Regions from separate parts of the Mus musculus genome. Here all the other regions are linked to region 5. A link is a contact called in public Hi-C, HiChIP or PLAC-seq and promoter capture Hi-C data. All regions are on one chromosome and are shown on one strand. Each heading gives the region's core, a stretch centred on a gene start, on an enhancer-like site or on the middle of the called end of the contact. The rest is flanking DNA. Distances are from core to core; before and after follow the strand shown.

The links. A called contact is a pair of places that touch in the nucleus more often than the background predicts. HiChIP or PLAC-seq counts read pairs in DNA pulled down with a chosen protein or histone mark. Capture Hi-C pulls out chosen DNA fragments and counts their contacts.
Region 1: a Hi-C map of B cells shows a contact between it and region 5, with 3 times the contacts expected there. The contact joins two enhancer-like sites. A contact is called at or near these places in 6 of 15 datasets of contacts at CTCF or cohesin (the G1E-ER4 cell line, the NIH/3T3 cell line, embryonic stem cells and 3 more), 117 of 484 Hi-C or Micro-C datasets (8-cell embryo, B cells, the BV-2 cell line and 47 more), 15 of 115 datasets of contacts at active chromatin or transcription factors (acute myeloid leukemia, astrocytes, bone marrow-derived dendritic cells and 7 more) and 4 of 9 other capture datasets (adipose tissue, embryonic stem cells, liver and 1 more).
Region 2: a contact with region 5 is called in a Hi-C map of centroblasts, with 2.3 times the contacts expected there. The contact joins two enhancer-like sites. A contact is called at or near these places in 2 of 15 datasets of contacts at CTCF or cohesin (large pre-B cells and pro-B cells), 54 of 484 Hi-C or Micro-C datasets (B cells, the BV-2 cell line, CD4 T cells and 25 more), 23 of 115 datasets of contacts at active chromatin or transcription factors (the NIH/3T3 cell line, VIP interneurons, bone marrow-derived dendritic cells and 14 more) and 4 of 9 other capture datasets (adipose tissue, embryonic stem cells, liver and 1 more).
Region 3: a contact with region 5 is called in an H3K27ac HiChIP or PLAC-seq map of VIP interneurons, with 3 times the contacts expected there. The contact joins two enhancer-like sites. A contact is called at or near these places in 1 of 15 datasets of contacts at CTCF or cohesin (pro-B cells), 4 of 484 Hi-C or Micro-C datasets (the 4T1 cell line, B cells, bone marrow-derived dendritic cells and 1 more), 3 of 115 datasets of contacts at active chromatin or transcription factors (VIP interneurons, embryonic stem cells and large pre-B cells) and 3 of 9 other capture datasets (adipose tissue, embryonic stem cells and liver).
Region 4: a promoter capture Hi-C map of pancreatic islet shows a contact between it and region 5. The contact joins two enhancer-like sites. A contact is called at or near these places in 1 of 484 Hi-C or Micro-C datasets (nephron progenitors), 1 of 115 datasets of contacts at active chromatin or transcription factors (large pre-B cells) and 3 of 9 other capture datasets (adipose tissue, liver and pancreatic islet).

The regions. Positions count from the first base shown.
Region 1 is chr16:33,603,891-33,609,306 of GRCm38.p6, forward strand. It overlaps Slc12a8 (solute carrier family 12 (potassium/chloride transporters), member 8), which reads left to right. Exons shown (of 13, transcript NM_134251.3): 6 at 2,276-2,363; 7 at 4,255-4,342. Among named protein-coding and RNA genes, the nearest start is that of Heg1, 78 kb to the right of the region's middle. Within about 2 kb of position 2,136, at least 73 of the 459 cell types and tissues checked have an H3K27ac peak or open chromatin away from gene starts, as enhancers often do. A contact at or near this core is called in B cells and cerebellum, where this site is marked.
Region 2 is chr16:33,581,566-33,586,430 of GRCm38.p6, forward strand. The region is part of intron 4 of Slc12a8 (solute carrier family 12 (potassium/chloride transporters), member 8); the gene reads left to right. Among named protein-coding and RNA genes, the nearest start is that of Slc12a8, 66 kb to the left of the region's middle. Within about 2 kb of position 2,501, at least 146 of the 459 cell types and tissues checked have an H3K27ac peak or open chromatin away from gene starts, as enhancers often do. A contact at or near this core is called in B cells, the CH12 cell line, the N1E-115 cell line and 7 more, where this site is marked.
Region 3 is chr16:33,535,141-33,540,182 of GRCm38.p6, forward strand. All of the region lies in intron 2 of Slc12a8 (solute carrier family 12 (potassium/chloride transporters), member 8), which reads left to right. Among named protein-coding and RNA genes, the nearest start is that of Slc12a8, 19 kb to the left of the region's middle. Within about 2 kb of position 2,546, at least 10 of the 459 cell types and tissues checked have an H3K27ac peak or open chromatin away from gene starts, as enhancers often do. A contact at or near this core is called in VIP interneurons, where this site is marked.
Region 4 is chr16:33,919,959-33,925,647 of GRCm38.p6, forward strand. Itgb5 (integrin beta 5) reads left to right here. Exons shown (of 15, transcript NM_001145884.1): 10 at 1-256. Among named protein-coding and RNA genes, the nearest start is that of Umps, 44 kb to the right of the region's middle. Within about 2 kb of position 2,518, at least 162 of the 459 cell types and tissues checked have an H3K27ac peak or open chromatin away from gene starts, as enhancers often do. A contact at or near this core is called in pancreatic islet, where this site is marked.
Region 5 is chr16:33,733,038-33,738,642 of GRCm38.p6, forward strand. Heg1 (heart development protein with EGF-like domains 1) reads left to right here. Exons shown (of 15, transcript NM_175256.5): 7 at 2,504-2,607; 8 at 5,188-5,246; 9 at 5,526-5,605. Among named protein-coding and RNA genes, the nearest start is that of Heg1, 51 kb to the left of the region's middle. Within about 2 kb of position 1,769, at least 95 of the 459 cell types and tissues checked have an H3K27ac peak or open chromatin away from gene starts, as enhancers often do. A contact at or near this core is called in B cells, the CH12 cell line, the N1E-115 cell line and 9 more, where this site is marked.

The sequences.
Region 1 (5,416 bases), core at 886-3,385, 130 kb before region 5:
TACACTTGCACATCACTGTTCATCATCAAAGGAAGTCAGGACAGGAACTCAAACAGGACAGGAAGCTGAGGCAGGAGCTGATGCAGAGGCCATGAAGGAGTACTGCTTACTGGCTTGCTCCCTATGGCTTGCTCATTAGGGTGCCCCCGCCCACAATGGGCTGGACCCTACCTCATCAATCACTAATTAGGAAAATGCACCATGACCTTGCCTACAACTTGATCTTATGGAGGCATTTTCTTACTTGAGGTTCCTTCCTCTTGGATCACTAGAGCTCATGTCAAGCTGACATAAAACTATCCAGTCCATTTGACTTATATTTCCCAGTAACAGTCCATCACTGAAGGAACTCAAGACAGGAACCTGGAGGGAGAAACTAAATCAGAGACCATGGAGGAATGCTGCTTACTGGCTTGCTTGTTAGCTTTGTCATAAGCTAGGCCCACTGGGTATAGGGATGGTGCCGCCCACAGTGGGCTGGGCCCTTTCACATCAGTCACCAATCAAGATCATTCCTCACAGACGTGTCCTCAGGCCAATCTGATTGAGACAATTCTTCAGTCGAGGTGGCTCTTACCAGGTGACTTCAGGTTGTGCCAGGATGGCAGTATAGACTGTCCAGCACAGTACCCTTGGCAGAATCACTAGGACGAAAATGTATGCAGATCCAAGTCTTGGCCCGGCATTCAGGGTTCTTTTGAAGTAGAACCCTGTGACTTTCTGGCTTCAAACTTCCCCTCGACTCGGCATCCCCTGGGTAAAGCCTGGCTCTGCAGTTTACTGGATGTGAGCCTTTAGGCTGCTTCAACCAACTTCTTTAGGAACTTTTCTATAGAATGAGAAAGTCATTCCACTTTTCGGATGTGGTTGTTTTAAGGGTTAAACAAAAATAAAATTCGCATGAAGCTCTTACCCAGCCCTGTAGGCTGAATGTAAGTCAATAGTAGTGGTATCAAACCCATGACATCCCTGAGTCCACTAAAATCTCCTTCAGGGACACTTCTGTCTTAGTTACTGCTGTGAACAGACACCATGACCAAGGCAACTCTTATAAAGAAAAACATTTCATTGGGGCTGCTTTACAGTTCAGAGGTTCAGTCCATTATCATCATGGCAGAAAGCATGGCAGGATGCAGGTAGACATGGTGCTGGAGGAGATGAGAGTTCTTCATCTTGATCCACAGGCAGCAGAAAGAGAACTATGAGCCACTGAGCCTGGGCTTGAACTTCTGAGACCTCAAAGCCCACCCTCACAGTGGCACACTTCCTTCAACAAGGCCATGCCTACTTTTAAGAAGGCCATACCTTTTAATAGTGGCACTCTCTATGGGCCTATGGAGGCCTGTGAGGGTCATTTTTATTCAAACCACTATGATGCTCCACATGAAACCATGTGTCCCTGCTGTGTCAGAGTTTCATGGCCACGTTCTCCATCACACCGAGTTGATTGAGCATACTTATGGGCTAGACTCTTACTCTACTTCAGAACACTTTGTTCTATTGAGTGTGTCTAGAGAGAAAGCATCTCCCTTCTCCTCAGCCATGCTATTGGTCCCTCACCAGGATGGATGAATTAATTTTCATTATCTTTTGGGAGGGTAGGGGATGGGTAGTTTCTTGAGGCAGGCTTCCTTTCACTCTGACTCTTTGGCTGTCCTGGAACTTGCCGTGTAGACTAGGCTGGCTTCAGACTCACAGAGATCCAAGTGCCTTTACCTTTCCAATGCTTCCACTGGGGTTCTTGGGACTTGAGGTAATACGGAAAAGATTTGCCAGAGTGTTCACCTCAGATTTTTGTCATTTGTAGCTCTGAACATGGCACCTGGTCCTGGCTGCTGGATGATACCTAACCCCAGAAGTGCTTGAACCCTCTGTGAATTAGTTGCTGAAGAACTCTGCAGGCCCTTTGATTCCCGCTGAGCCACTTGGGCACTGTCCCAGCTAAGCAAGCAGGCAGAGCTCAGAATGCCCCATCAGGACCTTTGTGTGGCTCTGATCACACCTCCCTCATCCTTAACACTTTCATGGAGTGATAAGATGCTTTTGTAGCAGGGAGGGGTTTCCTCCTCAGCGCACAATCCACAAAGGTCCCTTTCACATCCCTGTAGATGCCTCCCCAGTTGCCTAGGGAGATAGACAGGCGGCCAGCCTGCAGTCCTTCAAATGACAGCTTCTAGGAAAGAGCCTGGAGGAGAAGAAGGGACCACCCTGGGGAGAGCTCTTTGATTGACAGAGTACCCTGCCTCACTTCATCTCTTGTCTGGGTGTCTTTCAGGAGTCATGGCTGGCTTCAACATGGGAGGAGACCTGAGAGACCCTGCTGACAGTGTCCCCTTAGGCTCCCTAGCAGCTGTTGGCGTCTCGTAAGTTCCCCTCTTAGATTGGTCTGAGCTGGAGAATGGGAGAGAAAACCCAGGCAGAAGAGGGGGCTGCCCCTTTTGTTCTGAGAATGCCCTGGCTGTGACCAACCTATTTCGTATTCCAATCCTCCTTTTTACACTCGGTGGGCTGGAAAATTCACGTCTGGTGGGTTCTGATGCTGCCCTTTCACAGTCCTGCCTGAGAATGCTGTGGGAGGAGGGGGATCATGAATGCAAAATAATCCTTCCTTGCCCCACCCCCAACCACCCTGCCTCTTCTCCACCTTCTTTTGAACTTGGGGATTTTTTTTTTTTTTAATTCAGAGTTCCCAGGGTCATGGTGGGAACATGGGGATGAAGCATTGGGTAATCTCATAGACTAGCATCGGCATTCCATTTGTCAGCCTTCTGAGCTTCTATGAAAGGAGAGAGGGAGGGAGGGAGGGGAGAGAGAGGGAGAGAGAGAGAGAGAGAGAGAGAGAGAGAGAGAGAGAGAGAGAGAGAGAGGATGGGGATGTCTACATGTCATATGTGTACCGAATGAATGGAGGGAGATGCTACATGATGCAAGTAGCAGAAGCTCAGAGATGGGGCTCCCCCTCCCTCAGTTGCTGGTTTCTGGGGTTTTAGTTCCTATCACGCTGCTGTCACCTGACTAACAAGACCTTGAGTCTGGGTTTTTTGTTTTTTGTTTTTTTTCCTTCTAGAGTCTTCTGTTATTTCCCCTGTGTAGTAGGCAGGAGGGCACCTCTCTGCCTTCACTGAATAGGTGCGGAAATGCAGTGAGGTCATAGGCAGAAAGAACCCTGCCACGAGGAGCTGGCAGTGCCTGTGCTATTTTAATGACAGCACTTGAAAATGTTAAAATATCTGCCTGTGAATGCTTACTGACACAAGTCCCTTGCTGCCAGCCAGGCACAGGGCACCAGGCCGTGTGTATAAAAGAGGCAAGGACATTGTGAAGAGCATAAAACGATCAGGAAGAGCTGAGCATGAGAGAGGGGGAGAGAGGAGGTTCCACATGAGCACCTGTCCTGCTTTACACAGAGCTGGAAGTCAGAGGAGCCTTGTGTGTCATGGCCCAGCCGGGAATGGGCAGATCTCAGGGTCATGTGACTTAGTCAGCCACCCAGAACAGCTTGATGGCAGAGCCACTCTACAGCTTCACCTGTTAATTCTCCCCTCTGTGTCTTCATTTGCTTTCTGTTGCTGGACCTTGGGGAGGAAACAGTTAATCTCAGTATACATTCATCATGGCGGAAAGTCAGACTGGAGGCAGGAGCGGAAAGCAGAGATGATAGATGAAGGAATGCTGCTTACTGGCTTGCTCAGCTTGCTTTCTTACAGACCATCTGCCTAGGGATGGTACCACCCACAGTGGGCTGTACCCTCCGCTATCAATCCTTAATCAAGAAAATGCCGGCTATACTCACCTACGGGTCACAGGCCAATCTTACAGAGACATTTTCTCAGTTGAGGTTCCTTCTTTTCAGGTGATCCTAGCTTGTGCCAAGTTAACAAAAGCACTTAAGTACACTGTTGCCTGTGGTCTAGAGACCGGAGAGGTCCAACACATGACTGGGTAATTCTTCTACTGGAGGAAGATAGATGGACTGCAGGACAGCAGGTCAACCCTGGCCAAGTCCGGGAAGCTGGGCTTCCCATTTCCCCACTTCAATACCCTTTCTTAATATAAGATTAAAACCACTGCTACCTTGGTTTCTTTTGGCCAAGAAATACACTATAGAGTAGAAAGAGTACAAAATGCACCTTCCCAGGCTTCTCCATGGCTCCATGGCTGGCCTTCTTTCATGACTCAGGTTCCCATAGAAAACTGAGGCTTGGTGGGATTGGGGCTGGACAATATGGCAGCTCTTTCTCTTGGATTTTGCAGGTGGTTTCTCTACATCATCTTTGCCTTCCTGCTTGGTGCCGTCTGTACCCGAGAGGCCCTCCGCTCTGACTTCCTGATAGCTGAAAAGGTGGGTGCATCCTGTGCTGCCCAAAGGGCTTACTTGTTCCATGAACACCCAACACCCAACAGCCTCCTCTTGCAGCTCTGTCTGAGAATCTGTATTGCCTTCAGCCCAGGACCAAGTTGGAGGTTTTGGGTGCTGGCATATGGAGAATGTGCAACATCTCTCTGTGGATCCTCATAATGGCGTTCAGATTCCAGCATCCAAAGAGGGACATGAATTCAGGAGACTAGATAACAGGGTCATCTTTCCATGTCAAAAATCAAGACAAATGACAGGGTAGGTAGTCAGATGTTAAAATGCTTGCTGTACAAGCATGAAGACCCCAGTGGTCCCCCACAAGATTCATGTAAGATGCTGGGAGTGGCTCTCTGGGGCTTTCTGGTCAACCAGCCTACTTAGTGAGCCCAGGTCTCAGTGAGAGACACTGTCTCAAAAAGCAAGGAAGAGGGCTCAATGGACTAAGGTTCTTTCTTCGAAGCCTGAGGACCTAAATTACATCTCCCAGCCCACAAGCTGGAAGGAGAAAGTGGGAATGTGTTCTCTCGGCACACACGCTCCCCCAGGGCAGGGCTGGCATGGAGAAAGACAGGAGGAAGTCTCTCCTGAGAATCTCAGCAACTCTTGGTTGGTTTGGCTACAACATCTTTGTTTCTGGACTACAAACCAGGTCAGATTAATGAATTCCTTGAGTTCCACTGCTTCTTTACAGAATGGAGGTCATGTGACACCAAGGACACATATTTGGCTCTTAACCTCAAAAGAATTAGATTTTCTGAAGAAAAAAAAATCCCCTAAAACTCCTATGGTGCCCCGAGTTCACAGAATAAAAGCAGACTCTGAAACTCCCATAATTTTTAGAGAATGGTGGCCAATTAGGCCAGCGTTGTGAATTCCTGCACTGCTCTCTGGGGTAGAGCTGAGCACAGGAGGCCAGTGATGGGAAATCCTGACAGAGGAGACGGAACTACTTTCTAAAGATGCGCTTGAGGCTGCTCTCCACATCCACTCAGGTCTCTCTTTATAGTGAGTAGATTCCAGTACAGGTGACACTTGTTTCCAGAGGTCATGACCGTAGAC
Region 2 (4,865 bases), core at 1,251-3,750, 150 kb before region 5:
TCAGAACCTCTGGAAGAGCAGTCAGTACTGAGCCATCTCTCCAGCCCCCAAGTACTTTTAAAAACAGAGGCCATTGGTCATAGAAGGCACAATTTGGCTGTTAGAAGCCATCTTGCAATAGGAAACGTTCAGCTTCCCTTCCACAAGGAAGAATGCTCAGCTCAGAGGAACCAGGCTGCTCTTTCAGAGTGTAGAGGTGGCAAGGGTTCAGTTGCTGGACACTTAGTCACTCCCCCATCAGAGCAGAGCATCTACCCCTCCTCCTCTGGCCCTTCATCCCCTTGGATGCGAGAATGTGTGTATGTGTGTGTGTGTATGTGTGTGTGTGTGTGGGGGGGGGTTGGTGGGGGTGTTACTGCTTCCTGGCAGCCTGTCCCGCTCAGGGTGGAGGCCTTCCCCAGGGACAGAGGAGGCTCCAGGCTGCTTTCCTTGGGTAATCTGGGTGGACCCTGCAGGCCCAGCCCCATTTCACGTTTCCCTTCTGGCCCCTGCTGAATGTCCAGCCCTCTCTTCATGTTTTCTCTCTGGGTGGAGTCTCAGACTTGGAGACCTCATTCACTCCTCCACAACCCCTCCTCGAACGACCAAAGTTACCAGGGATGAGGCTAGAGTGCAGGTTGAGGGCTGCTCCCAGCTCACTGCCCAGAGTTCCCTGGGGCCTCTTTCAAACCTGTCCTATCTCCTCTTTCTTCTCTGCAGGCCCATTAGCTGTACACACTGGATATGGTCTATCCTTTTTAGGATTTTCTTTGAGGCCACCTCTTACTCTGAAGCCAGCCTCGAACTCTTCAAGCACCTGCCTCAGTTTGAGGTCCCCGGCAAGCCCCACCACATCCAGCTCAAAACACTCTTACTGGACACCTCTAATTGTCCTGGGCAGGGGGAATCCATCATATATGGCCTTGGCAGTATCTGGGGTTTCTCTTCGTTTGACTCTTGCGTCTTCTAAATATTCTGCTTCTGTCCTGCACACTAGTGTCCTTCGTGGTTAAAGTGGCTCGGTCTCTGTAAGTTTACGTGTGCATCCTGTGGGGTCTGAAAAAATGATGTTTCTCTGGAGTCATCACCACCTCTGGCTCTTACAATCTGCCCACATCCTCTTCTTCATAGAACTCCTAACCTTGGACGGAGGCGTTTGATAAAGATATCCCATTTAGGACACAGTGTTCCAGAGCCTCTCACTCTCTGGATGGTGTCCAGTTGTGGATCTTCTTGTCGTTGGCTCTCATCTACTGTAGGAAGAGGCTTCTCTGATTGGATGGAGCGATGCTCTGATCTGTGGATATAGCAAGGTGTCATTTTATTGCTATGTTGTTGTTATTGTTTTAGCAGAATAATAGTGTTATGTTTTCGCTAGGGACCATGACCGAGGAAGCCTCAGGTTCTTGAGCATGGTAGCAGTGTCACACACGGGAATGTACCAAACGCCACTCCTAACCAGGAGCTGTTTGTAATTGATTACTTTCTGGGAAAGAAACAACAACAACAACAACAAAACAACAACAACCCAGTTTTCTCCAATGGTGTGTCACTAGGAATATCAGCCACATTCTAGGTAGGCCTCATGCCCAGGAATTATTGGACAACATAAAAGTCTCTGTGGTCTTGGTTTGCGTGTGTGTACTTTTTGTTTTATTGTGGTATTTTTTGTCTTACTGATTTTTTTCTTTATTTTTATCTGTTTTGATTTTGTGGTTTTGTTTGTTTTCCTTATTTTGTTTTTGTGTTTTATTGAGAAAGAGAGAGAGAGAGAGCGAGAGGGAGAGAGAGAGAGAGAGAGAGAGAGAACACAAAGTTGGTTGTGGGGAAGAATTAAGATAGAGAAAAGAATATGATTAAAATATATTGTATGAGAATTAAAAAAAATACAAATTTTAAAAATGGCCCAGTCAAGCAGACCATACCCCTGCCCTTCTTCCCTCTTTTCATCTCTCATTATCTGCACTCAGGAAAACCACAAATCACTGTTGACCCAAAACCGTGGAAGATAAAACCATTCAAGGCCCTAGACAGGTTGTAGCTGCGTTGGTGATGCTGGTTGTCATCTGCTGGTTCCCAGTGGCAGGGCAGGAGCTTCGGGGCAGTCTTATGCCTGGACTAGATCTCACACCCAATGCCCAGGCAAGAGGAACCCAGCTGGGATCTCTCCCCAGGCCATGCCTCCCTGTGATCAGGATCCCAGAGTGGGGCAGATGATAATGCTAAAGCCCAGGCTGACAGGGTCCCTGCTGCTAAGCGCCTCTTGCCCCTTGTTGCCGCTGTGAGATGGGCACTCTTTGAACACTCCTTTTCCTCACCCCTCTGTCAGGCTATTTTAGATGTGCCCGAGTCTCTGTCCCCAGAGGATGACAGGTAGTGTGACACTGGGCTCTCATGGATGTCAGTCCAACTCCACATCTGAGGGGGTTGGGGCGGGGGCTTAGGACCGGCCATACGCTGCTGGAGGCTCGAGTAGTACTTCCGGCAGTGACTGTACTGTATTTCCTTCTTCTTTGAGGATCTCAGCGTGCTGAGCCCTGGTGGCCTTCCCTTCCCCTGCCAGTGTCCCTCGCGCCCCTCCCTTCGGGGCTGTTTTGGTGCCTGTGTTTTCCCAGAACCTCGGCCTCTCCTTTCCTTTTCCTTGCATAGTGACTCTTCCTGTGATCTCTCAGGCCCCACCCTCCCTCAGTCTGGGGGGCGCCGCTGCCTCCCTTCCTCTCTCCAAGCCCTTCCTCCACTCTTTCTATTCCTGGTTGGACCAGACTCTCTCATTGTCCCTTCCCAGGAAAGGCTTGTCTGGCTGGTCCCTGGTCCCTGGTCACCGGTAACTGATTGCAGGGTGGGGGACCTGAGCTCAGAAGAAAGCGGGTGATGCGGGAAGCTCCGCCCGCAGCCCGCAGCCCACAACCCACAGCAGCAACACCAGCAACGTTTTTAGAAGCCTCATTTTCTAAGTTAGTCCACAGTCACAACGGGACTCCCTCACCAAGGGCTCAGCTGCCCGTACTCAGTTCACCAGGGTTTGTGTGTGTAGCGGGCTGGGTGAGTACTTACACTACAGATGCCACAGGGTGTTTCCCAGCAGCCACCGCGTGGCTAGGTCTGTGAGCCTGGGCAACTGGTACCCAAACCCAGATCAACGATTCTTACATCACCGCTAAAGGCATTTACCACGGGAAGAGGAGACCTTCCGTCTGCACCCCCCTGAGGAGGTAACACTAAGCCCCCAAGAACTACAGCCTACTGACAACTTCAGGGGAGTGACCGGAATCTGGGGAGAAGTTAGGTCTTTCTACACACAGGCCTGCAAGGGCATCCCTCTGCCTCTTCCTGCCTGGGCCTGTGAGGATTTGTTTCTCCCACCCCTCCCCCATTCTGCTTTTGGTCTTTAAAAGTACACAGCACAGAGGGGCCCTGGAGTATTTTTACTCGGTGGATTCAGAAGCAGATGTTCAGGTCAAGCCCAGGCGCATTCACAGGCAGCAGCTGCAGGCTCTCAGCATCCCAGGCACTTAGGCTTGGAGATGGCAGCTGACAGGACCCAGTTTTTGCAGCAAGCAGTTACCATTTGGGTGTCAGGAAGCAAGCTTTGTTTGGGGGTGTAGCTCAAGGCTAGGGCACTTGCCTCGAACCCTAGACCTGCAAAAACAGAAGCCCCAAACATAGTGCATGGGGAGTCTTGAATGCAGACAGACCTGGAATCCCAGCAGGGTTGGCTATCCTCTCAGCTGGGCCTCTATCAACCCTACTCGGTGCCTCTGACCTGTGGTGCTCCACAGGACATGCCTGCCTTTCCCAGATGAAGTCTGCCCGAGGGAGACACCGGTTTCTGAAGCTGAAGAGGACTGCTCTGTGTGGGAGGCAGAGTGACAAGCCTCAGTCTGAGCTGTCCCAGGATATTTATTACAAATCCTGAGAGGGAATCAGAATGAGCAAGCGTCAACAGGCTTAGGAGGTGTGTGTGTATGTGTGTGTGTGTGTGTGTGTGTTTGTGTGTGTAATAAGGCCAGTCTCAGATACTCCTTTTCATCTGAGAGAAAAATGGCCTATATGGGACCAAGCAACCAGGCCCAATGCCCTGTCCCCATGAGCTTGGTCAGAAAAACTATAGATTATCTCCCTAGGCCCCAAATTCTAGACTCAAGGCCACAGCCTCAGATTTCACTTCAGAACCTTACTGAACCCCTCTGGCTGTGTTGTGGGTGATACCCCTCCCTAATTAAATGCTATTTATTCTCTTACTCATGACTTTCTCGTAAACGATTCTAATCATTCTGGGAAGCAGGACAAGTATACACGGGGAGAAAGAAAAGAAGATGGCACATTTGGGATGCCCCTCTAGACACTTGGCCTTCGCGTGGGATCATTTCCTGAAAGATACGACTTTTTCATAATAAGTAGATTGCCTTCAATTTTTTTTCTTAACTGCAGGAATTTTATAGGAAAAATTTGAAGGAGAAGACTTGCTGAGTCTAATGGCAGATGTCAGGAACCTGTGCACTGGGGAGGTGGAGCCAGGTGGGTCAGGAACTCCAGGCCAACCCAAGCTACGTAATCAAATCTATCTTGGGAGGGAAAGGGCAGATGAAGAAAGAGAGGGAAGCAAAGAGGGGGAAAGAGCTAGATCCCAAGGAGGGAGGACAGACAGACGGAGGGAGAGATAGATCTGCCTCAAGGAGGGAGGAGGGAGAGACAGAGAGGATAAGAATTGCCATAATTATTTATATAGACAACCACAGTTAATATTTTGTTTTTTTTGAGACAGGGTTTCTCTGTGTAGCCCTGGCTATCCTGGAACTCACTCTGTAGTACAGGCTGGCCTCAAACTCAAAGGCATGTACTACCAGGCCTGGCATAGATATTTCTTCCATGTATAAGTTTATTTT
Region 3 (5,042 bases), core at 1,296-3,795, 200 kb before region 5:
TGGCACTGCTTTTAGAATGGGAAATCGGGGAGCCTGGGCTTCAGAGGTTCCCAGTGTGAGCCTTGGGATGGATCTGACTATATGGGGGTCAGTGGTCATCATGGGTGGGACTAGAGTTAGGTCAAGGATCAGACAGATGGGGACTTTTACTCTAGTTTGTGACCCTTCTGGACTTCCTAGTATGTCACCGCACTCTGTGGCCCTCTGAAGTACCAGCTCCCCGTATACATAGTTGCTCTCTCACACACTGTTCTTGGCCTTGTTTGTAGGGCTGCATGGTTGGAGATACAAACTCCTGCCTCCCGGGATTCATTGCCCAGGGCAGACTCTCTTGTACTAGATCCTGATGGATAGTTCGTTCATTCATCTTTAGCACAGGGAACAAAGGGTCCCTCCTTTCCTCCTTGGGCAAAAATATCCTAGAGCAGGGCTTCCAAACCTCTCCTCTGTGCCTTCTCACACAGTGAACTTCAATAGACCGAACAAGCTGAGCAGAATGGGAAGACCACCCAGTTAAGAATTAAACACTAGCGCACGCCTACTGTGTGCAGACGCTAATGCTGCCAAAGGGATTGTAAAACACCAGCCTTTGTCCCTCTGCTGGTGCCAGTCTCACACTGAGAGATCTCAGGAGCCTTATGGTCCCCAGGAGTGGAGCCCTGCAGTGGATGTTGCAAGGTGTTTGGGAAAGCTGCGTGCATGAGGTGTTTGCAAGAGGCTTGAAGGCTGGGTTGGGTTGGCTAGGTGAAGGAAGAGAGCCATTCAGGGGGAATATTGTCCTTGAATAGCCAATGCTGTGGGAAGCACACACATCGGATGCATCATGCATCGCCAGGTAAGACTTGAGTGAAATGGAGACACTAGCAGGCATTTCTGTTGCAGTCTGGATGCAGAATGTCCCCCTTGGGAAGCCTCAGGCTTTGATCTTGTTGTTGTTTTATTCTGGTTATCAATGTCAGTCCTGGCTCTCGGGGCTTTGCTGCATGCAGGGCTGGTTAAGGAAGAGTAGAAGGGAAGAAGATATAGCTCTATGTTAATTCTTGTCTCGAAAAAACAACAACAACAACAACAAAATTTTATTTGATTTTTAAGAAATGGCGGGCTATCTAGCCAGTGGTGGCAGCACACACCTTTGATCCCAGCACTTGGGAGGTAGAGGCAGGTGGATCTCTGATTTCAAGGCCAGCCTGGTCTACAGAGTGAGTTCCAGGACAGCCTGGACTTCACAGAAAAACTCTGTCTTGAAAAACCAAAGCAAGTAAGCAAGCAAGCAAGCAAGCAAGCAAGCAAGCACCACCACCAACAAAACCAAGAAAGGGTTATCTAAAATTAGTTCCCTCCCCAGAATGAAGGTATGAGTTGTATTCGCTGTTTATTGTTGTGTGACAGACTGCCCCAACTCTAACAGCTTACAGAAGTTGCATGTGTGCTCTGTGGCCCTGAGGCCTGTGTGCTCAAGGTCCCTTGAAGCTGCAGCTGTCGGTCAGGCCTCCAGGCACATGGGAGGATCCGCTGATCACCCAAGTAGCACTTGGCAGGCCTTGGCCACACCTCGTGGTTCCCCGGGGGATTGTCTCCTTCTGAGGCTGCAGACTTTCACTAAGACCACGGATAGAATAAGAGAGAGCACCTCTCCTCGGCAGCCATCAGTTCTTCAATGTCCTAGTCTCTGAAATGATGTCTAGACCACGGATAGAATAAGAGAGAGCACCTCTCCTTGGCAGCCATCAGTTCTTCAATGTCCTAGTCTCTGAAATGATGTCTCAGCACTTCTGTGGTACATTCAAAGAGGCTCAGTAGATGATAAAACACAGTCGAAACAGAAGCTCTGTGCATGTCTAATCAAAAACTGCTATGTAAATCCCAACTAATGTGATAACTTGGACTGACATAAAATGTTTTTACCTACTTTAAAAAACAAAGTGAGTCACTTCACAGAGCCAGAGACCACGCAGGTGTCAAGGGCCATCTTGAGCTTGTCTGTCCTTTTGCCCTAAAATAACCTCTGCCTTTTACCTTTGCCATTGGAATCACCTGAATATTTGATCATGGAGAGAAAAGGACAAACATGAAATGCCAGAAATGAGACAAAACACCCAGGGAGTTGTATGAAATTGAAATCAATCTAAACATCTCTTGAGTAGAAAATATTAACTCTAAAACAGCTTGGAGTCATAGTTTATAAGCTGTTAAAGGAACAGTTCCCCTCTGAAGACCCAAGGCTGCTCTTGGAACCAGATATTTATATTCACATGCAGACAGCTTTCAAGTACAAACTAAAGAAGAATGTATTCTGTAGGATTTCATTGAAAGTGTAATATTAGCAAAGTCCGTAGTTAGAATGCTCAGATGTCATGCTCAAGGGGGTGAGTCCTGGAGACGCCAGCATCCTGGGGACTAGGGCTTTGTCACGGGTGAGTAGAGGGAGCCACATGGGCACTCTGGTTATTCTCGCAGCCCTCTTGTTCTCACCACTACCATCTAGCACGTCACCACACCCAGGACTTCAGCAGCGTCCTTTGCCATCTGGCAGTAGCTGGGCTTTGCACGTATGTATCCCTGCGTGGCCACGTGGCTGTTGGCATTCTCTCTCCAAAGGGAACTCACAGCTGTCCTTATGAACCCGGCGAGGCTTTGAGCGGATTCGGAGGGCGCGGTCTTTATGAGCTGTGTAATAATAAGTAATAATAATAGTGTAACATTTATCGCAAAATAGCACATAACAAGTAAGCACTACGTGACAGGTGGCGTTCAAAGTGCAGTGAATGTGTTTAATTCTCTAAAATTTAGTATTTCCTGACAGCTGTGAGGCACATATCATCTCTGTTTTATAGATGAGGAGACAGCCCAGAGCTGTGAAGGAGTGGAAGGCATGGCTGAGGAGAGGCTTCCTGTCTGCTCACACTGATCACACAGTTGGCATGCAGAGCCCTTTGCAGACAGATGTCCCCTAAGGGACCCTACCCTCGCTCCAGTCCCCATACTAGGTCGGATGTGCAGAGGCCCCTCTTTTTTGGCACAGATTTGTGAGGCTGGCAGTGGCTACCGCTGCACCGTCTCATTTGTTTGGTATGCCTTGCTTTGCCTTGCTGCAGCCCTGCTCCCCCTATGGATTTTGTTTTGTTTTCTTTCTTTGTTGGTTTTGCATTTTGGACTTGAACCCGGGCTTTGTACTAGACAAGTGATGTATGGGTGAGCTACATCCTCAGGCCTACGTTTCATTCCTGTTCTGTTTTATCCCCCCAAGGAGCTCACCAGGGTTAACAAAGATACCTGTAGTACTCTGAAATAAAAACCTGGGGAGACGGAGTCCTTGGAGGGCCTATGGGTACTGCCTGAGCACTTCTAGCTGGCCAGGTCTCACTTACAGGTCACTCCAATATCAGTTGAACAGTGTGTCTCTCTGGGTCTCTGGGCTGACTCTCCCAGTGGCCTCAGAGGGGACAGGGGAGAGAGGGTCTTTCTTTTAAGCCTACTATGTAGCAGTGTTATAACGGAAAGGGGAGTTTGCAGGGAAGAGAAAAGCCAGAATTGGTCCATTTGAGATCTACAGCTAATAAAAGTATAATAATGCAAACATCCTCATGGGTGTCTATAAGAACTCACAGAGATTAGTAAGAACAACATAGTAAAACGCTGGGACTGGGAGCCGGGAGAACACCATCTTCTTGCGATCTTGCTCCCATCCCAGACCAGCAAAGCAGCTCGAGCACCCATCACTTGCAGGGCACCCTCCAGTTCCGTTTAAGCTGCCTCTGCCCTCTCATCGCTCTCTCTGCAACACTTAGCACATCTCTGGGGATCCTCCCTTTAGGAATCTCCATTGCCCTCACTCTTACAAAGCTTGCAGGGAGCGAGTGTTGTGGGTGGCTTATACTGTGTCCTTTCTCCGTTGCCCTCACTCTTACAAAGCTTGCAGGGAGCGAGTGTTGTGGGTGGCTTATACTGTGTCCTTTCTCCGTTGCCCTCACTCTTACAAAGCTTGCAGGGAGCGAGTGTTGTGGGTGGCTTATACTGTGTCCTTTCCCCCTTCGTTTTAGTCAGGGTTTCTATTCCTGCACAAACATCATGACCAAGAAGCAAGTTGCAGAGGAAAGGGTTTATTTAGCTCACACTTCCACATGGCTGTTCATCTCCAAAGGAAGTCAGGACTGGAACTCAAGCAGGTCAGGAAGCAGGAGCTGATGCAGAGACCATGGAGGGATGTTACTTACTGGCTTGCTCAGCTTGCTCTCTTATAGAACCAGGACTTCCAGCCCAAGGATGGCACCACCCATAATGGGCTGGGCCCTCCCACCCTTGATCACTAATTGAGAAAATGCCTTCCAGCTGGATCTTATGGAGGCATTTCCTCAAGGGAGGCTCCTTTCTTTGTGATAACTCCAGCTGTGTCAAGATGACACACAACCAGCCGTACACCCTCCTTTCTCTTTTCACACTGAGATGTGTGTACACGTTGGCATACACTTCCAGGAAGGTGTACTTATTTGGCCAGAAAGTATTTAGTGAGGACTAAGTCCAATGGGGTGTAAGCCCAGTGAGCATGAAGGGGAGTCGAAAACGAGTCCCCTCTTAGAGCTCACACGCAGGGATCAGGGCTGACCTGGGAAGAGACTCTGTAAATAGATACTTAGCTGGAGATTGGGGCTGACCTTGGCAAATAGACACTTAGGAAGTATGGAGATAGATAAGCACTAGGCTTCGAGTACTGTAGAGCTCAGAGGAAGGGTGCCAGTGCCAGCCACCAGAGAAACAAATCCTGAAGACAGAGTCGTTTTCAAGGCCACTTTGGAGTTAGCCTGGCAATCCATAGAATAAGTAGAAAAGGCTTTCTAGGCTATCTACACCTAGACTGGTGTAGGTAAGAGGACGAGAGAGAGAGAGAGAGAGAGAGAGAGAGAGAGAGAGAGAGAGAGAGAAAGAGAGAGAGAGAGAGAATGAGAGAGAACATATCAACATATCCTTTCATGCTAGGCCAAGGTTACCTGTATGGTGGGTTTGCAAGCTTCTGGTGACTCACTCTCTTAATCTCTCTCTCTCTC
Region 4 (5,689 bases), core at 1,268-3,767, 190 kb after region 5:
GGAACATACACCTGTGGGCTGTGCGAGTGTGACCCCGGCTACCTGGGCACTAGGTGCGAGTGCCAGGAGGGGGAGAACCAGAGCGGGTACCAGAACCTGTGCCGGGAGGCAGAGGGCAAGCCTCTGTGCAGCGGGCGTGGAGAGTGTAGCTGCAACCAGTGCTCCTGCTTCGAGAGTGAGTTCGGGAGGATCTACGGACCTTTCTGCGAGTGTGACAGCTTTTCCTGTGCCAGAAACAAGGGCGTCCTATGCTCAGGTAGGCCTCCAGCCACCGCCTTTGTGCCAAGCCACACCCAGGCCTGGATATTATGTGGACCCAGACCCTGGCTTTCTCAGGATGCTGGTGGAAAGGGTCATGCCTGGGACTGTTCTGGGTGGTTGAAGACCAGGGACAAGCCAAGCCCTGCCTGCCTGAGGCATAAGGGTGGGTGGCCTTATGTGGACTATAAACATCAAGTCTGAGGGAGTCTGTTGTAGGTCCGTTCTGGCGGGACTTGTTTGCACAGTGTGCCTGATAGGTCAGGGCTAGCCATGAAGATGAAGTATGGGGTGGGGTAGGAGACATGTGAAAGAAGTCCAGGGCACTTGATGAGGTAGCATTGTGGGAGGTTACCCATGGTTACCAATGGGCAGATAGGTGGTAGGCTTGCAGAGGTGGGGAGGAGAGAGGCTTCCTATACACAGAGATTTCCTGTGAAGCTTAAGCACATGAGAGGGGTGGAATTGAGGATTCTTCTCAAAACTGTCATGCAAAGTGCAGGACATAAGCGTGTCATGGGTTAAGGTGGGCAGAAAGATCAGAATCCTCTGGGACCCATCAGGGTGGTAGTTCTCTGGCGTTAGTGAGATGCTTCTGTGTAGGTTCACAGAAATTGTGGGATGGGTTGCTGCAGGTGTGGAGTTGTGAGAAATGAGACCCAATGTACCCAGCACACACCTGCCACAAAAGGAGGACCCTGGCTGTATATAGGTCAGAGCCACGCCCCCTGAGAGCTGGCAGTGTCCGGTTGAGCCTCTGGGTCCTGGGGGCTGTGTTTAAAGAATCCTAGCATGGTGGGATGGAGTTTCTACTCCCCTTAGTCACAGCAGACGCCCTGGTTGTATTAGTAGTAATATTTTACAGTGTTTTTCTCTTGAAATCAAGAGTCAGATATAACCCTTGGGAATGTTTTTGCTCCAGCAGGCTGCTTAGCCCGTGTTGTTCGGGAGCGGATTTGCCTGTGCAAATTCATCTGCCCAGTTTATAGCCAGATACTTGGCTGCTCTTGGATGTTGGTTTTCCCATCTCTATGACTGGGCCAGCATTGCTTGCTTCTGCATTACTTTGAGAATGGAGGGAGACATAAACCAGGAGCTTTAGTGAGCACAGAGCCTAACGGGCACAGGGCATTTGATGCAGGGTGTGCAAGTCGACTTCTGGCGATTCTGAGGCTGAGTCAACACACTTTTTTTATTTAACCACCAGAACCCACAGTTCTGAGTTCATCTTACATTGCAGAGTTCTGCCAAAGCGTGTATCTGCAAGCCCCCCCCCCCCCAGTGGTCTTTTCCATTTACCCATCTAACCCTGTGGCCTTGAGACTCTCATGGGCCATGGATTCAGACCCCAGAGGGGTCCTGAGATCTGAAGCTCCTATGTGGACAAACAGGGCACCAACTTCCTAAGATGGGGTTGTTGCCGTAACACACACACACGTTACACTCAGACCTTAAAGAAAACTTGGGAAACAGGAAGCTGATGCAAGTGTGGTCAGGCTGTGCTGTCTCGGTCTGTGATGGTCAGGATTGATGAAGACCATCTGGCAAACCAGTCCAAGGGGCCCTTTTCTTACTTCCCATGTACTCTCCTCTGTCCCGCTCTCCGTGTTGTCAAGAGAACTGCTTTTCCAGAGAACAGAAGGATTCTTCTCAAATCTAGAATGTTCTGAATGGTAGAAAGCAGTGTTTAAAGTCATCTACGTTTTCCTCACCCTAAGGGGTTAGTTTCTTTCCTTCCAAGCTAGCATCCGTGTCTTCGTATGACTTTGTGTCCTATAAGTCACCCTCCCTCTCCAGAGCGGAGCTTGAATTACTTTAGTCAACTGTTGAGTAGAACATTTTGACCCTTCGTCGTACATCCCACCAGATCTTCCCCTTTAAAAGCCACACTAGCCGAAGCGTGAAAGCACTCCAGGTCTTCCTGGAGAAAGGGGTTTCTGCACTGAGGTCATTGTGGAATTGGTTCAATTAAGATGAGCTTAAAGCAAACACAGCTCCAGACAAGGCTTAATGACACACACTCGTGCAGGGGAGGGCACCTCGTGCTTCCTCGTCTCGGACCATCTGGCTCCTTCCGGGCACAGCTGAGCAGTGGTGGGCAGGTCCTCCCTCCAGTTCTGGGGTCCCTGTGACCGGCCTGAGCTCTGCTCTGGGGCTGCGCACACTGGTTTAGTTTAGGTAACTGGGATAGCTGCTTCGTTTGAGGTTTTCGTGGGAGAGAAGCTGATTTCCTAACACTCAGCTCCTGATGGTGCTGACTCAGGCTCTCAAACCGTCAACCTCAGCAGTCTCTGGCACTTCTCCTTGCCCCTCGCCCCTGCAGCCCATTCTGGAAGTGGGTCATGTGGTTGAGGTCTGTCTTGAGGTAATGGTGGTGGTTGGGGGTGGGGGGAGGGCAGTGTACTGGAAGAAGTTGCTGAGACAGGCTTGGGGCCAGAACCAGTGGGAACAGCAGATAAGCTCCTTCCATTTATCTAGTGCTTCCTCTGGTGGGCCTGCAGTCCTTGACCCCCGTTGAGAGAGACAGGAGTATGTAGAAAAAAAGACAAGAGAATTCAGGATTGGGAGAGGTTTTCCATCATCAAAATGAGCAGCAAGGCAACCGAGACCAGGTCTGGAAGCAATTGAGCATTTTTGTTACTGTTCTTGTGACACATCACCATGGAACAGCCTCTGCGCCCAGGGCTCTCACTGTGGCTCTCCTCTGGTCTCTAGGAGAAGTAATTTACAGAATAGTCCTGTCCCCAAACAATTTCCGTGTGTAACGGGAGTTTTATGAGGCCCTTGGGAACACTTCTATTCTGATTCCTGGGAAGTGTTGACCCTTCAAAGTTTCTTTAAATGTGAGAAGAGGTGGGGTCTGTTCAGCGTTTTTAATGCAGTAAAAGAGACTCGTTCAGACTTTGTGCTGCTTGGCGATCTGTGTCCCATGAGTCATCTCCTGGGCTCTTAGAGGAAGCTGTTGAGAGCTTACATTTAAAAATCTCATGGCGAGCCTGCCTGTTGGGTCTCTTAGAATGAGAAATTTAAAAATCTAACCAACTGTAAACCTTTGAGCAGAGCCTTTTTGATCTTGTAACCGTGAGGCCCCCAATGTACATTGCAATAGGGTTTTATAATACGTATCCTACTTCGTTATGTGGTAAATACTGAGAGAACCAAACAACACCGAATTCCTTCTAAGAGATGAAAATGGGGGTCTGAAACTTGAGGCATCTTTCCCAGCATCCAAGAACAGATCTCGGGGTTGCCGTTGGTTCTTGGTAGATTTAAAACAGTTGCGACAGGCCTCTGTAGCTAAGAAGACTCCTGTGATTAAAGGGCTCAGTTCTTGGTTCCTTCTTGCCAAATGAAATACCACCCATCACGACGTCGGCCATGTATGCCTAAAAAGTATTTTTCGATTTACAGAGATTAAGTAGGGCTTCCAGAAATAGCCTCTCCGGACAGATAGTCAGCATTCCAAAAAGGTGGGCAGGAGGGTGCGTGGGTGAGCCATGGGCAAAAGGGCAGTTAGTGGGAACTATTTTTCCTCTGAAAGTAGCAGGGTCAAGTTTTGCAGCCTGGCAGGTAAACTCGGGAATCTGGGTGAGAAATAAGACTCAGAGGTAAGCTGAGCTTAAAAGGCCAAGGAAAGAGTTACTGTTTAGTTCAATCGGTAATAGACCTACATACACGGCATGCCTGCCACCAGCCATATCTCTTCCTCCTGTTCTGACCTCAGGCTAGAGCCCAGGGCTTATCAGGTCCCCTCCTCTCCTCCAAGTTCTTAACCAACCACTACTCAGAAGCCAGGCGTTGGTCTTAGCCACCCAGTGATTGTGAGGGTTACGCAGTGGTACTGATGATCCTTCCGGGAAGGGCATCCTGAGAGGCTGACGTGCATCAATGCCAACCAGTGGTCCCAGTCATTTCTGCAGGACAGTCGATGCACACACTTGCATGAGGCCCTCGGGTGGCTCTGCTGCCTACAAAATGAAGTCACTGTGACTTCAGCCCTAACTCTTCATTCTCGTCTGCCATTTGTGGAAGATGGTGGTGAACTGGTTATCGGTTCCAGATAGGAAGTATTCAGTGATTTCCCTCTCCCTCCTTCAACCCGCCCAGATGTATGTGGCTCTTCCTCACTCCTTTGCTCTTCTTGCAATCAGCTATTAACATACTCCTAGCTTTACTGTGAATTCAAGGAAGGGGGCACTCTCAGCCATCATAAATGTCCAGAAGCAGCATAATATAAATAATTTAATAGGGTGATGAAAAATGTCAGAACGGGGCATGAGGTCATACACCTTTCACCCTGGTACTCTGGCAGAGGCAGGTGGATCTCTGGGAGTTAAAGACCAGCTCGGTCTGCATGGCAAATTCCAGACCAGTGAGGCCTGCAGAGTAAGACCCTGTCTGTTTAAAAAAAATCTATCTATCTACCTATCTATCTATCTATCTATCTATCTATCTATCTATCTATCTATCTACCTATCTATATGTGTGTGTGCCTGTGAATAATATATGTGCACTTGATTCCTTGGAAAGGAGTTACGGATGGCTGTGAGATGAAGTGTGGGTGCTGGGAATCAAACCTGGGTCCTCTGCAAGAGCAGTGAGCACTCTTAACCACTGAGCCATTTCTCCGGCCACTAGAGAGTGGTCCTGTCTTTGAAAATAATATACCCTGCCATTCTTACAGATTTGTTTGTTTGTTTGCTTGTTTCATTTGGTTTGGTTTTGAGACAGGGCTTCTTTGTGTAGACTTTGCTGTCCTGAAACTACCACTGTAGACCAGGCTGACCTTGAACTCACAGAGATCCACCTGCCTCTGCCTCCAGAGTACAGGGATTAAATACATGCATCACCACCATTCAGCTTCCTTCCTTCCTTCCTTCCTTCCTTCCTTCCTTTCTTTCTTTCTTTCTTTCTTTCTTTCTTTCTTTCTTTCTTTCTTTCTTTCTTTCTTAATTTTTAAAAAAGATTTATTTATTTCATGTATGTGACTACACTGTTGTTGTCTTCAGACACACCAGAAGAGGGCATCAGATCCCATTACAGATGGTTGTGAGCCACGATGTGGTTGCTGGGAATTGAACTCAGAACCTCTGGAAGAGCAGTCAGTGCTCTTACCCACTGAGCCATCTCTCTAGTCCCAACCATCCAGCTTTCTTACAGCTTTCTTTCTTTCTTTCTTTCTTTCTTTCTTTCTTTCTTTCTTTCTTTCTTTCTTTCTTTCTTGTTTTTTGAGACAGGGTTTCTTTTACAGCTTTCTTTAGAGATAAACTTTCACACTCCAGATCTGTAGCCTGATAACCATTCTGAGGCCTTGGTCACTGCTACATCTTTTACGATTGCACTGAAATCTACATATCCTATAAATATTTGAATACATTTATTTTATATAATATTTGTAACTTGTTTTTATGTGTGTGTTTTAAGGAAGTTT
Region 5 (5,605 bases), core at 519-3,018:
ACATTGCTCACTGCTCACTCAAGGTTTGGGGAATGTCGAATAAAATAATCTGCTTGAGCAAGTGCCGCCGAGTGTGAAGAGCTGTCCAGATGGAAGGCAGCGTTCGCCAGACTGGATGCTAGGAAAACAAGCAGTTGTCACAGGTCAATAGTGAAATCGGCAGTTAAATCTGAGATTAAAAAAAAAAAAATCATATCTTATAAGTAAGGTGGGTCAGCAGATAAAGGTGCCCGCTGCAGAGTCTGACCAGCTGAGTTCAATTCCCAGGACCCACGAGGTAGAAAGAGGAAACCAGTTCCCACAAGCTGTTCTCTGAATTTCACATGAGTGCTTTGGACCGTGAACACACACGCAAATGCACGCAGGCAGGCACAAAGTAAATCAGTGTGATTTTTTTTTTTTTTACAATACCCGTTTTAAAGCTGGGCGGGGTAACTGCAGACGTGGAAGTTGTCTTGAATACACTAACTATATTAAAAACAGGGACACATCTGTGTCTTTCCACAATGTCAGAATTTATTGAGTCACAATAAGCTCACAAGCTACTTCAATTTCATTTGCTCTGATTTGCCAAATTATTCTCATCTCCCTTGACAGTTGGCCAGTGGCAAGCATTGGCTTATTCCAAATTTAATTACTAATATTAACTCAGATCACAAGTTACACATCAGGGTAAAGGGGTATGTGTGTGTGTGTCACAGAATAGCTACAAAGGGGTTAAAGAGGCCACAGAAAAGTTCAAGGAGTTTAAAGAGGCCTTAGGAGTGTCAGAGAGCTAATACCGACGAGAAGAGAACCAGTCCCTTTAGCGGTTAGACCAGGAACCACAATGGACAGTTACTGAGGAACGCATCAAGCTGCTGCGGGGTTAAGGCTGGGACTGTCCATGTGAAAGGAGCTTAGAGGCAGGCACAGGACTGTGAGGTGAAGCCCAGACCCATGTAGGCCACTGTGGAGAAATCCGACACAGAACCAGGGCCAGATGGACAAAGAGACAGAGAACGCCACGGCAAGAGTGGACACTGAGCCAAGCTGAAGCCCTATGGTCATGCAGTCCCCATGCATTCTGGGTGGTCAGATGCCAGGTTGCTGGGGCCATTGCCACAAGAGTGTCAGGTGTCCTCCTCTTTATGGGGTGCAGGCGTGGCTGTTGCACCCTTCCTTGGTGTGTTTCATAAGCTCTTGAGGTCTCCCTTTCCACTAAGGGTTTTGGCCCTGTACTCATACAGATCCAATCTAATTGATAGTTTTGCAACAAGAAATGTAGTAGCCTGTGCCCCATGCTGGACAGGAGGTAGTGTTTTTATCCACAGCATGAAATAGAGTCAAATGCTTCTTGTATAATGGAGTCACCCAAGACAAAGCAGAGGCTGAAAGTCCCTGTTTTTACAATCAGCAGGAACTTAAGCCAAGCACAGCCTCCTCTCCACAGAGGTATAAATGCCTTGGGCAAATCCCTTCCAGGAAAAAAGACAGGGTTTAGGAAAGGACGGATGATATTACTCATGCTAAAGACAGAAGGCACGGGCAGGCAGAGAACGTCTGTGTGCCTTACCCTTATCCTGGGCACTTTTCCAAAGGGAAGAGTCTGGATTTGAACCTGGGCCCGTGAGGAGTGAAGCCGAGCAGGTCAGGTGACTGTGTGCAGAGTGCCCGCCCACAAGTAGCACAGATGGGGGGGAAAGCGGTTCAGTTTTGCTAAAGACTAGTCTTTCTCTTTTCAAGTCATTAGGCTTCATTGTTCGTAAACATCAGAGGGGCATGCAAATTAGAGCGTGCTGAAAGGCTTTGCCTTGGCCCAGAGTGTTTTCAAAGAGCTGCCTGCTGCTCCTAGAGAGTCCTAAGCAGCTGGCTTCGCTGAACTGTGGAACAAGCAGAAGGATGTTAAATAAGAACTACGGGCTTTAGTCAGTTAACTCTGAAATGTTAGCTGCTTTCCCTGGCTCCCTTGCCTGCCTTCCTCTGAATTCAGCATGCAGCCCCTGTGTCTCGGGTTATTTTTCTTCTGTATTGAGGGGAAGATATGCGTTTAATATAATAAGATATAATTTAATACGATAAATAATAATCGATAAATATAATTTAATATAATGAGTGATAAGAGCCAGCTCTAAAGACGGACTGTTAATTTTTGGTTGTCTGCTCATTCTGGAACCTCAGGCCTAATCATCAGAAATTGGTGTTACCTAGAATTTTATTTTATGAGTGAAACAGGCCTCACAATGAGGGAGCTTTCCTCCTTTCTGAATCCAGCCCTGTTTCTAACATGGCTTGTTTTCTTTACATGCCTGATAATAATGGGATCTTAGCACCTTGGAGTCTAAACCTACCACAAACATGTGTCACTCCTTGGTCACCTAGATGAGGAAGGAGTGTATTTACCCTCAAGACACACCCAGACTGTCCCTTGGGGGAGTAAAGCTGGCCGTCCCAGGGATTACAGCTGCATAGCCTTGCGTTGGTCTCTGCTGTGTGGCTTAATGGGCAATGTTTTCCTCTGCAGTTAGAACCTTTGTGACCGAGTTTAAGTTAAAGAAGACTTTTCTCAATACTACTGCAGAAAACCATTCCAACACTCAAGAGCTTGAAAACGAGATCGCTCAAACAGTAAGTTTCCCCTACAACGCTCTGCACGCTAAGCCTTAGTTTTCTAGACCAGATCTCATTCAGAAGTGCATACTTCTTAGGGTCGTCTGTATCCGCCGGACTTACTTCAGTGTTCACAGGGAAAGTTCACGCTGAAGTTAAAATAAAAGAAAAAGAAAAGTCTTGGAAATCAAAGAAAGGTGTTAGGCTCTGAAGAGTGCTCTTCATATGCAGGCCCCAGCTGCCAGGCTGCCAGGCTGTTCCGTTTTCTTGGGCAAACACAGAGTCAACAGGCACGATGATGCCTGCACCCATGTCAGCTGTGGATGAAGGGAAAAGCTTAGCGTCCCATCTGCTGTTGATACCTGATGTGACCTCCTGTGTTCTCAGAGCTTGGAGAAAGGCCACTCCTTCCTCAAAGGATGCCAGCAGCCTGATCCTAATTCCGATTAGACTTGGAACTGGGCTTGTGAGCTCACAGTGTAAATTATCTAGAGGCCTTGGATGCTGTTCTTTCCCTCTTTGCTTTTATGGTAGGAAGGAAGAATGGAGAAATGGAAACGAAATGCAGACAATACTTTTTTTTTTTTTTTTTGTTCTCCACTGCTGCCCAAGTCAAAGATTTGGTGTTTGGGAACCGAAACTTGCCATTACACTAAATTAGAGATGAAATGAAATTAGATTTGCCATTACATTGAATTAGAGTTCATTCATTAGCCAGGAATTAAGTGTTCTTATAGGACTGTAGATTTTATTTGTACTTTAATTCCATTTCCATGTCTCATTTGTGACGAGGACTATGCCAGATGCTCAGTCCTGTGAGAGGGATGGTAACACATTTGCGGATGGGAAGCTGGGAGGCTCTGGAAGCTGACGGGCTTGTCTGAGTCCACACGAAGCAGAAGCAGTGTTGACAGCGGTCTACTTGGTCACCTATGTTACACTAGCTGCAAGTCTGGAGGTTTCTAGGAGCACTCTACATTTCAGTAATACACTAGGAGGACCCACAGAACTGATTGCAGGCCATGATCGTCACAGATCAGTTCCGTTGCACTGACAGGTTTTAAGTTCAAATTAGCCAAAGGAAGAGGTGCACGAGCCAGAGTGTCTGGGGGTCCCAAATGCAGAGCTTCTAGTTGCTGTGTCAGTATGGTATTGCTGACATTGTTGTACCTCTCGGCAGCAGTGTGGACTAACTATATGGAGTTCTGCCAGCCATAATGCTTACCTGAGCCTTGAGGTCTGAAGCATTTATTTGAACGTCGCCTTATAGACAAGGTTGACTGCCCAGGTGGCTGACTTCAGGCCCTACGCCCTCTAGAGGCTAAGATGATGTCATATTACCCAGAGTTCCCTCTATTGTGTGTGATCACATGGCTAGTGACAGGGGCTATGCCAGATATTCTGGCATGACCCAGGACTCTCGGCTCAACCAAGTTTTTCTTGTCAGTCAGGACACTCTGAATAAGAGCTCAGAAACTGCCTTGTAGGGGCAGAGGCATGGCGTCTCTAGCCAAAGGAGATTCATTGTTCCTCCTGCTTATTCTGTAGGGAGATACTTTCTGCCTCCTGGTTATTCTGAAGGGAGATATTTTCTTGTAACATACTGTAGGGCGTTAGAGCCCTGTGCAATAGTGTAGTCCTTCTAAGCAATTTGCCTAGCTTGGTTGGTTTGTTTCTTTTTTTGGACAAGTATCTCCATAGGATACACTGGGCCATGACACACCTGACCCCAACTAGCAGTGAAGAATTAAATGACCATCAGAGAAAGCATTAGCATGGGCTTTCTTAAGATGGCATTCTGCTCATACCTAGGTAAAAGGTTAATATGGCAGTAATAATAAATCATTGCTATATTAATGTGGCATTCAAACCCACAAACCGTTTGGCACCATTCCACAGCTGACTCCATCTTCCCAAGTCAGAGGGCTCTGAAGGCAGGTGGATCTACCTGGGATGAGATGCTGAGGTCCTCTGCTCCATTAAAGGGAATCTCGAGCTTCGCTGTCAGGGAGGCGGACACAACATGTTGTGTTGCTCAGAGGCTTTCTGCTTTCCGTGGGCACAAGGCAAACAGGAGGCACAGAGCTCTAATGTGTTCCCAACAAAAGACCTCTTGACCCCCCCACCCCACCCCCATCATGTAATTTCCCACAGAGTCTTTTTGAGGAAGGACCTTTGCGGCAGGTCAACTCATCATTGTAGATTCTGAGGAGCCTGTAGTCAGACCTGGGGAGCTAAGAGGAGCTGAGCTTTGTCAGCTAACTTGTTCACTATGCAGAGTCCAAATAAACAGCTGCCTGGGTTTTTGTTTTTGAAACCCTGGGTCTTAGAAGGGATCTTCTCCTTTGAAGATGTTTTGTTTTCGAGGATGCTGCTCTGAACATTTCCTGCTGAGATTTCCCTACTAATCCACTATCTGCCCTGGGGAACAACAGAAAGATATTTAGGAGGGGGGCGGGGATACAAAGGCCGCACTGCTTTGAGTCAAACTGCCTGCTGATACCTTGGTGGCGATAGAAACTACCTATTTTATCCTGAAAATAGGAAATTGTTTCTTGGCTCAAGGATTTTGTCTGACAACCGGGTTCTTCATTTCAGCTAAACGTGTGTTTTTCAACATTGCCCGGTTATATCCGAACTACAGCCCATGTGTCTAGGTGAGAAACAGAATTTCTTTTGCTTATGATCTGATCTGTGGAATTGGGGGGGGGTGTGTGTGTGTGTGTGTGAAGTGGTACTGTTCCCAAATGAGTGATCAAAATAAAGCCAGTCTCTGTTTTACAGCCAATACACCGGGTAACCCAAGACCACGGTCTCTGGGCCTTTATACTCTCCTATTTTTTCTGTGGAGAATGGCAGTAACATGTACTTTGCAAGCTACCTGGAACCCACATGTCATTTCAAGTCAGTTAAGGCCTTGCTAACTTTGCCCACAGGGAGCCCAGTACAGTTTTCATCTCACTGAAAACCACCTTTGCCCTGGCCTCCAATGTGACACTGTTTGACCTGGCAGACA